Linked DNA regions of Mus musculus: all the other regions are linked to region 1. A link is a contact called in public ChIA-PET and Micro-C data. All regions are on one chromosome and are shown on one strand. Each heading gives the region's core, a stretch centred on a gene start, on an enhancer-like site or on the middle of the called end of the contact. The rest is flanking DNA. Distances are from core to core; before and after follow the strand shown.

What was found. A called contact is a pair of places that touch in the nucleus more often than the background predicts. ChIA-PET counts read pairs in DNA pulled down with a chosen protein or histone mark.
Region 2: a contact with region 1 is called in an RNA polymerase II ChIA-PET map of memory CD8 T cells, with 5 read pairs. The contact joins the promoter of Cfap74 here to the promoter of Ski in region 1. A contact is called at or near these places in 1 of 39 promoter capture datasets (hippocampal neurons) and 1 of 115 datasets of contacts at active chromatin or transcription factors (memory CD8 T cells).
Region 3: a Micro-C map of embryonic stem cells shows a contact between it and region 1, with 6 times the contacts expected there. The contact joins the promoter of Prkcz here to the promoter of Ski in region 1. A contact is called at or near these places in 2 of 484 Hi-C or Micro-C datasets (both in embryonic stem cells), 2 of 115 datasets of contacts at active chromatin or transcription factors (embryonic stem cells and memory CD8 T cells) and 2 of 9 other capture datasets (liver and pancreatic islet).

The regions. Positions count from the first base shown.
Region 1 is chr4:155,221,261-155,223,855 of GRCm38.p6, forward strand. It overlaps Ski (ski sarcoma viral oncogene homolog (avian)), which reads right to left and starts at 1,275. Exons shown (of 7, transcript NM_011385.2): 1 at 292-1,275. The coding sequence starts at 1,260.
Region 2 is chr4:155,407,960-155,410,554 of GRCm38.p6, forward strand. It overlaps Cfap74 (cilia and flagella associated protein 74), which reads left to right and starts at 1,281. Exons shown (of 39, transcript NM_001368738.1): 1 at 1,281-1,611. The region is part of intron 2 of 5830444B04Rik (RIKEN cDNA 5830444B04 gene); the gene reads right to left.
Region 3 is chr4:155,360,113-155,362,707 of GRCm38.p6, forward strand. It overlaps Prkcz (protein kinase C, zeta), which reads right to left and starts at 1,316. Exons shown (of 18, transcript NM_008860.3): 1 at 1,040-1,316. The coding sequence starts at 1,110.

The DNA of each region.
Region 1 (2,595 bases), core at 25-2,524:
GCCACTTTCTCAGACCTTCAGAGCTTAGCCTGAATGGTCAAGGGCTATGAGCCCCGAGAGGGCTCTCCCGTTTACTCTACTCCATAAGAGCAGCGCTCAGACAACACGAAGATGGCCTTACCCACAAGAGACCGACAAGCCCCCTACTTTTCTAAAATCAAATCAACCCAAGGCCTGATAAGGTCGAACCACGAGCCCCAACCTTTTGAACCCAGAGGACCCAGAGCAGAAGGACCCCACCCACCCACCTTGAGCATAGTTTGCCAACCCCCAAGACCCGGGGACACTTACCCGGGGCACCCTCCGCTTGTACTTGTTGGCATAGTCGAACTTCTCCTTCACGTCGTCCAGGCAGCGGCCAAGGCGGGCCTGCTCCTCCTTGCCCGTGTAGTCCTGGCTCAGCAGGATGTAGGCCCGCCAGTTGGCTGAGTCGAAGCCCCAGTGGCAGGTCCGGTTCTCCAGGGCCTTGTGCGAGTGTACAACGAACTTGTGCGGCGGGTACATGAGGCGGCAGTCGAGGCACTGGATGCAGGCAGCGCTGGGACTGCTGTACAGCTCGGGCACCAGCAGCCCTTTGCACTTGCCGAAGCACTCGTGGTACACGCGGACGCTGCGTTCGCTGAGCTCCAGGCCCAGCGCCAGGCTGGCCGCCAACTCCTTCTTGCAAGGCGGCGGGTAGGCGCCGCCGTAGAGCAGCGCGTTGCACAGGCGCTCGGCGTCCGTCTTAGTGATGAGCCCGCAGGAGGGCGCGGAGAAGGGCAGGATGCCCATGACTTTGAGGATCTCCAGCTGGTCGGCGGTGCAGCGCGAGCAGTAGATGTGCAGCTCATCGCACACGGAGTTGATCTGCTGCAGTGAGAAGTCGCGCAGCACCGAGTTGAGGATCTGCGGCAGGCACAGACGCTTCTCACCTCCCACCACGAAACAAGAGATGGTCTCCCCTTCCAGCACGGTCTCACAGCGCTCGGTGGAGCGGTCCGACGGCATGAAGAAGGGCCCGGGAAGCACGGGCGGCGGCGGCTGGATGGCAGGCAGGTGCAGCACGGGCGGCGGCTCCGCGGCAGTGGGCACCGGCGCCGGCACTGTGGCCGCACCCGCCTCCTTGGCGCTCTCCTTCTTGTAGGCCTCCTGCGCCCAGCGCGCCGAGAAAGCGGCCGGGCCGCCCAGCGAGCTCATGGAGCTCAGGTGGAACTGCTCCAGCGTCTTCTGCAGCCCCGGGTGCGGCTGGAAGCCGCCCCGGCCGGCCGCTGCAGCTTCCATGGTGCGATCGGGCTCCCCCGGCCGCTCCCGCTCCCGTGCGCCCGGGCCCCCACGGCCTCCGCCGCCGCCCCGCGCACCCCGCCGCCGCCCGCGACCGCGGCCACGACCGCCCCCCGTCGCCGGTTCACGGCCGATCACGGCCCCGGCCTCGGCCTCGCCCGGGGGCGCGAAGGCGAAGGCGGGCGGGGCGAAGGGGTCCCGCCGCTGGAGCCCGCCGCCGCCCGGGCCCGGCGCCACATCCACGCGCCCCGCGCCGCGCCCGCCGCCGCCCGGGCCCCCCGCGCGCGCGGCGCGCCGCCGCTGCCCCGCTCCTCCCACCGCGCGGCGCCCGCTCGGCTCGTCCCGGCGGTGCTGACCGGCCGCGTCGCGCCCGCCGCCGGCCCCTGGCGGCCTGCCCGCCCGCGCGGCCGCCTGCCGGCTCCCGGCCGCCCGCTGGCCCGCGCGCGCGGCTCCCGGGACGGCGGAGGCGCCTCTGGCCCGCGGCCTCAGAGCGCCGCGGCGGCGCGGGGCTCTGCGCACTGGGCGCACATCTTTCCGGCGGCTCGCTCCGGCTCGGACTGAGCGCCGGGAGCTGAGCTCACGCCGCCGCGCGCCGCCCCGCCCCGTACCGCCCCGCCCCGCCCGCGCCAGCCCCGCCTCCCGCGTTGTTTGTTGCCGTGCGTCCGCCTCAGCCGGAGTGCGGGCCAGGAATGTGACCAGCTCCGGGCGGGCTCTTCCAAGAACGCGCGCTCCCCCTCCCGGGCTCAGTGGCGCTCGGCTACGCCCGGACCGGACTCGGCCAAGCTCGGCTTTGTCCGCCCACAGCTCGACTCCGCTCGGCTCCCCCGTACCGGAGCTCGGCCCCTCTCGGCAGTGCTCGGCCCCGCTCGGCCCTACTCGGTACCGGCTCGGCCCTGCTCGGCCCTACTCGGTCTCGCTCGGCCCCGCCTTGTGGAGGCCACTGGAGGCGGCCACAGCGGAGGCGCCTGGGGCCCCCCTTCCGGCCGAGGCCGCTTCCTGCGCGGCTGGGAAGACTCCGGTCCTGCTGCCACCACGGTCTTGGGGCCCCCGAAACCCACAAGGCCCCTGCCACAACCACAGGCCAGCTGAGCGGCGGTCCGCAGTAGATCTGCGCCGCTGCCGCCCTACATCCCGGGGTTCCCGTTCTAGGTAGACACTGTGAAGTAACCTTCACTCCCCACACTGCTGGACGTCGTGCTCCACGAGACACTCATAACAAGGACACCACAAAACAAAACCCAGGTTCCCTTCCTCATAGCAAGGATGCCACAAAACATTCGGGTTCTGATACAAGAACGTCTCAAAGCACCCTAGGGTCGCCACACAACCGAAGTT
Region 2 (2,595 bases), core at 31-2,530, 190 kb after region 1:
ACTGAGAAATCCTTTGGTTCTTGATTCCCAACTGGCATATTGAGATAAAAGTGGAAGGGAGCCGGGCATGGTAGCATACGCCTTTAATCCCAGCACTTGGGAGGCAGAGGCAGGTGGATTTCTGAGTTCGAGGCCAGCCTGGTCTACAGAGTGAGTTCCAGGACAGCCAGGGCTGCACAGAGAAACCCTGTCTCAAAAAACAAAACAAAACAAAAAAAGTGGAAGGGAGGCAAACCTAATGTATACCTGACAGGCTTGGCCAGCCTAACAGAGGAGTATAGTATACCCCAGAGAAAATTACATGTGTTAGTCAGAGTTTTGTCCCTGTAAACAAATATTTGAGGCAACGTGAAAGAGAAGACCAATTTATTCACTTATTTTACTATAGTGGGGATTATACTTCATACCACAAATATTAGTATTGGATATGGTTACTTCACAACCCTCTCTGCTCAGCCATATACCAGGGTCAACCCAGAGTAGGAGGCCCAGTTCACATTCTCCCTCAGCTAAAGGTTACAAACCAACTGGCTATCTTTCCCAAATTGCTTTACTAGGACATCCGGCTTCCATACACAAAGCTCTAAACTTATAGAACACCTGGGTTCGATCCCCAGCCACACACACACCTATACAGTATTGCAGTGGTATTTCACAGGCAAAGTATCTGAAGGGAGTGCAGAGGTACCCCCCACCAATCTCCACTGACATTTCCACAGGCTCTGTATTATTTTGAGGACTTCTTAACGCTGAAGGTTCTCCATCTCCAAGACAAAACTACAGGAGTTGCCAGTCATCCCTGCGACTCTGAGGAAAGGGAACATGTCCTGTCCACTGTTGAGCCCACCTCCTGCCCGGACTAGTGACCACGCCAACTTAAACGACCAAAAACAATCCAAAGAGTCCTGTGAGTTATCCAGAGGAGTCAGATGTCACCACCTAGAGGGCACAACACAGGCTGCAAAGCCCTGGGAGAGCCAGAATTCAGATCCAAGAGACGCAGGAGATCCTAACTTCTGCGTAAATGGTCTTTTAAGTAAGCAGTTGACCCAAGTTTCAACTGGCTTTAGACAAGTTCTCGAGCACCTGCCCCAGTCTCCAGGAGAATCGTCTGGGCAACAGTCAGCTTTGACTCTGCCCTCCGCGATGCTCGTCCCACTTTACCCCCGCTGTTGCACTACGCCTGCGCACAAGCTCTCCCTCCGCAGCCTCAGCCCCGCCCGCTACCCCAAAGCAGCCTTCCGTTGCCATGGAGCTGCGCGCCCAAACTACGCAGCCTCAGACCCACGGTGGCTGGGGGCAGTCGGGCCGTTAAGAGGCCATGGTCTAGCGGCTTAAGGAACTGATTCTGCGGGGGCCAGTGCTGAGGAACCGTCGCCGAGGATCTGTTTCTGGGAGGCGACCTAGTTACTGGACCACTTTCTAGGGGTCATTTGTGAGGAGCTGTTGCTAAGGGGCAGTCGCCAGGGACCATTCTTGAGAGGTTGTTGCTGCTGAGGGACCACCACCGAGGAGCCGTTCCTGAGGAGGTTTGCCAACAGTGCAGCCCACTCTTGGGGGACCTTTGCTGAAGTCTCATCGCTGAGGGACATCACTGGGCTGCCCAGAGAGGTGGGTACTGGCGACTTCAGCCTTGGGGCTGCACTGAGGATGCGCTGAACAAGGGGTAACTTTTCTGCGTGGACACGTGGCGGTGAGTCACGTGGTTACCACAGCCTATGAAGCGTCAGCATCAATCCTGCTGGTGAAGAGCCAGGCATCAGTCTGAGAGCTGAAAGTAAGAGTCACCTCCCGCTGTTCCAGCCTGGCTTTAAATACAAAACCCTTCATTGCAAGTGGATAGGCCTCCTTAGCTTGATTTTTCCATAAAATGACTCCCTTATCTGGGTAAAAATGCTTAGCAAAATACACCCTGAATGAAGGTGTGCTGTGGGCCAAGTAATGAGTGGACTAGTAAGTAATGTGAGCTAGGTAATGAGTAGACTGCTCAGGTATTCATTGATGAATATTGTCTTCAAACAAATGATGCCTACCTTCTTGTGTACAATTTAAGAACTGATTATCAAACAATTTATCAAAAGCCCACCCAAGCCAATAAATAGAATCTTGTCTTCACCCATAACATAGTACCCTCCTCTCCTGGTTAACTATGAACAAACCCGTGATTCTCACTTCTCCTCGTGTGTAACCGCACACCTTTGCTTATCTTAGATTAGAAATTTATTCCTGAACAGTAGTTTTTGTTAATGGTTTGATTGGTTTTTGAGAAAGGGTTTTTCTGTATGGTCCTGGTTGTCCTGGAACTTGCTCTGCAGACCAGGCTGGCCTCAAACTCAGAGATGTACCTACGTCTGCTTCCCGAGTGCTGGGACTAAAAGGCCTGTGCCACCACACCCAGCTTGAAGCCCTCCCCTTCTTGTCTTTAAAATAAATAAGACGAGCTTCAAGACTGACAGAATACATTTCTGTTGTGTAAAGAATTCAAGTTGGAGCACTTTGTTATGGCAACCCTGGAAAACTCCTGTGACAAGTGAGAGTTTCTGCAGCCCTCTCTAAGGAGAGGGCTGTCCTCTCAGAAGAAAAGATAGAACAGGC
Region 3 (2,595 bases), core at 66-2,565, 140 kb after region 1:
GTCACTTGTCTCTGTGGCTGGGACCGGCCACTCTGTAAAACTCCTAGGAATGCTGAGAGCCCAGTTCAGCCACAGGACCAGCATTCCACTCCACTCCCTTTCTCCTTCCCAAGAGCAGCGACCCTCGACCCTTGACCCTTGACCTGGGAGTACCCAGGCTGGTTCCAGGACACACAGCACCTAAGCAAGAAGCTGTCAAAGCCTTAGGCCTCTACCCTCTTCTGTCTACACAATCAGGGGCAAGATTATGGGATTCTCCGACCCAGCCTGGGCGAACCAGCCACCAGAAAACCAACACCATCACTCCGCTCTCATCACTCAATGCTCCTGGACAACCATACTAACCACTGTCATGCCCCTATCGGTCCCCTCCCCACTCCACCCTCTCCCTCCCGGAAAACAAGGCGGAATCCAGGGCTAAGGGCCGAGGCCAGCCCCCAAAACCACCTCCAGGAATGTGACGGAAAAGACCATCATCCCTGTCCTAAAAAACAGGGCAAGACTATTCTGGAGAGCTTCAAAAAGTTCTGTCCCCCGTCCCCCCCCCCCCCCCCCGAACCAAAGCTGCGAAAATGTGCTCTGGTGTTCCCACAACTTCAAGCATTCTTGTGCGTGCCATGGATCAAAGGTTTTCCTTACACTTAAACAGCGGCCAATTTGAATAATCTTGGGTGTGTTGGGTTTGTTGTTGTTTTTTTTTTTTTTTTTTTTTACTTTTTTTTTTTTTAATGCACCAGAGGTTTTCACAATCTGATGAAAACTTTTATAGACCATGCAAGTTTGTCCTTAAAGTCCCTGACTGAGACCAAGGCTAGGAGCGCAACAACACCTGCCTGCTGTGTGCGCCCAGAGAGAACTAGCTAGGCGGAGTGCGCCCCGCCCTCGAGGTTTCCCTCGGGCCACATTGAAGGGCGCCACCGCAGCTCCCGGGGCGCCTCGTCGTCGCCTCCCTGCCTCCTTCGCGCGCAGCACCCCGACAGCCCCGAAGTTCCACCGCCGCGCAACCCGCTTTGCCCGCTGTCCGGCGCTGCGCGCTCACCCGCCGTAGTGCGCCTTCAGACGGACGCGGCCGCCGCTCCGGTCCATCTTGGGGTCCGTCCTGCTGGGCATGGCGCACTCAGCCAGCCGCCGTCAGCGCTGCTTCCAGGGCGCTCCGGCCATGGCTAGCGGCCCCGGAGAAGGGCCGGGTTGCCAGGCGGGGCAGACGGCGGAACGCGGAAGGGAGCGCGCGGAAGGGAGCGCGCAGCACGGGACAGACGGCACCCGCCTCGCCAACTCCGCGGAACTTGGGCGGTGCGCGGAGCTGGGGGCACACTGGATGGGGGCGGAACCTGGCCATCGAGACGGCCAATCCACGAGGCGGGAGGCACCTGTGGCCAATGAGGGCTCCCCGGGGCCGCCACCTGGGCCAATCCTCGGGGGGCCGCGCGGCCGCGGCCCAATAACCAGAGTGCAGGATGAACTACCTGTCGGGCGCGGCCCTGGGCCAATGGGAGCGCGCACGTAGTGGCTTTGCCCGGCAACGGGCGGCGACCCGAATAGTCCAGGGACAGTCAGGCCACTCCGCCCCGTGCTTCTGAGTCTGCTGGGTCTGTTGTGCTGAAAGCCGGGCAAACTTTTTGGAGGTGCGGGTTGTCCGATGTTTTCAGACCTTCGGAGTACGAACTCCAGCTGTCCGCAGCGTCCCCGAGGTTGCGAGGAGCTGAGCAACTCCTCAAAGTGCGAGCTGGTCTGGCCCTCCGGTCCCAGCCCTCCCAACTTCAGGGGCATCCCGCATCCCCAGCCAGGAGGGCCTGTCTTTATTCGCCGCCTCTGCACCAGTTAGCTTCTCCGCCGAACAGATCTGGAGAATCGTAAGGTCTTCTTAGCCCTTCGCTTTACATTCCACACGCGTGCCTGGTTCTTCTTGGTGCCAGGCACTGAGGTGACGCTGGAGGGCTGAAAAGACGCAGCGGCCCTGATCTTACATCCCGCGTTCTCTCTAGAAGACACCTATTGGCAGCCACCTGGTCATCTTCAGATGCCTTTTTGTTTGTTTTGTTTTTTGAGACAGGCTTTCTCCGTAGCTCAGGCTGCCCTAGAGCTCTCTCTGTAGACCAGGCTGGCCTTGACCTCAGAGATCCACCTTCTTCTCGCTCCCAAGTGCTGGGATTAAAGGCATATGCCACCCCCGCAGGCTTTAAGTGGCTTTTAAACACTTTAATCTTAAAAATAATTTTTAAAAAAATGGTGGCATGCCTACAATCTCAATATTAGAGAAACGGAGGCTGTAGCCAGCCCGGTAATCCCCAGTAATGCCTCAGATAATTTTTCAAAACCCTTTGAACTCAAACCTGGTTCTCTGCACCTCTGTAGCTTCTGTCATGGCTATTAGCACTCCTTGTCCTCACCCGCCCAGGCTCCTAAGTGCTGAGATTCCAGATGTGTGTCACACTGAGTTCACAGACATATTTTTGTTTATTTTAGCGTTGGGAAATGGACGAAAGTTTTTATTTTAGGTGTATGACTGTTGTTTTGCCAGCATGTGTAGTCCTGTGTATTTGCACACCTCATGGGTGCAGTGCCCTGGAGAGGTTAGAAGAGCTCTGGGCTCAC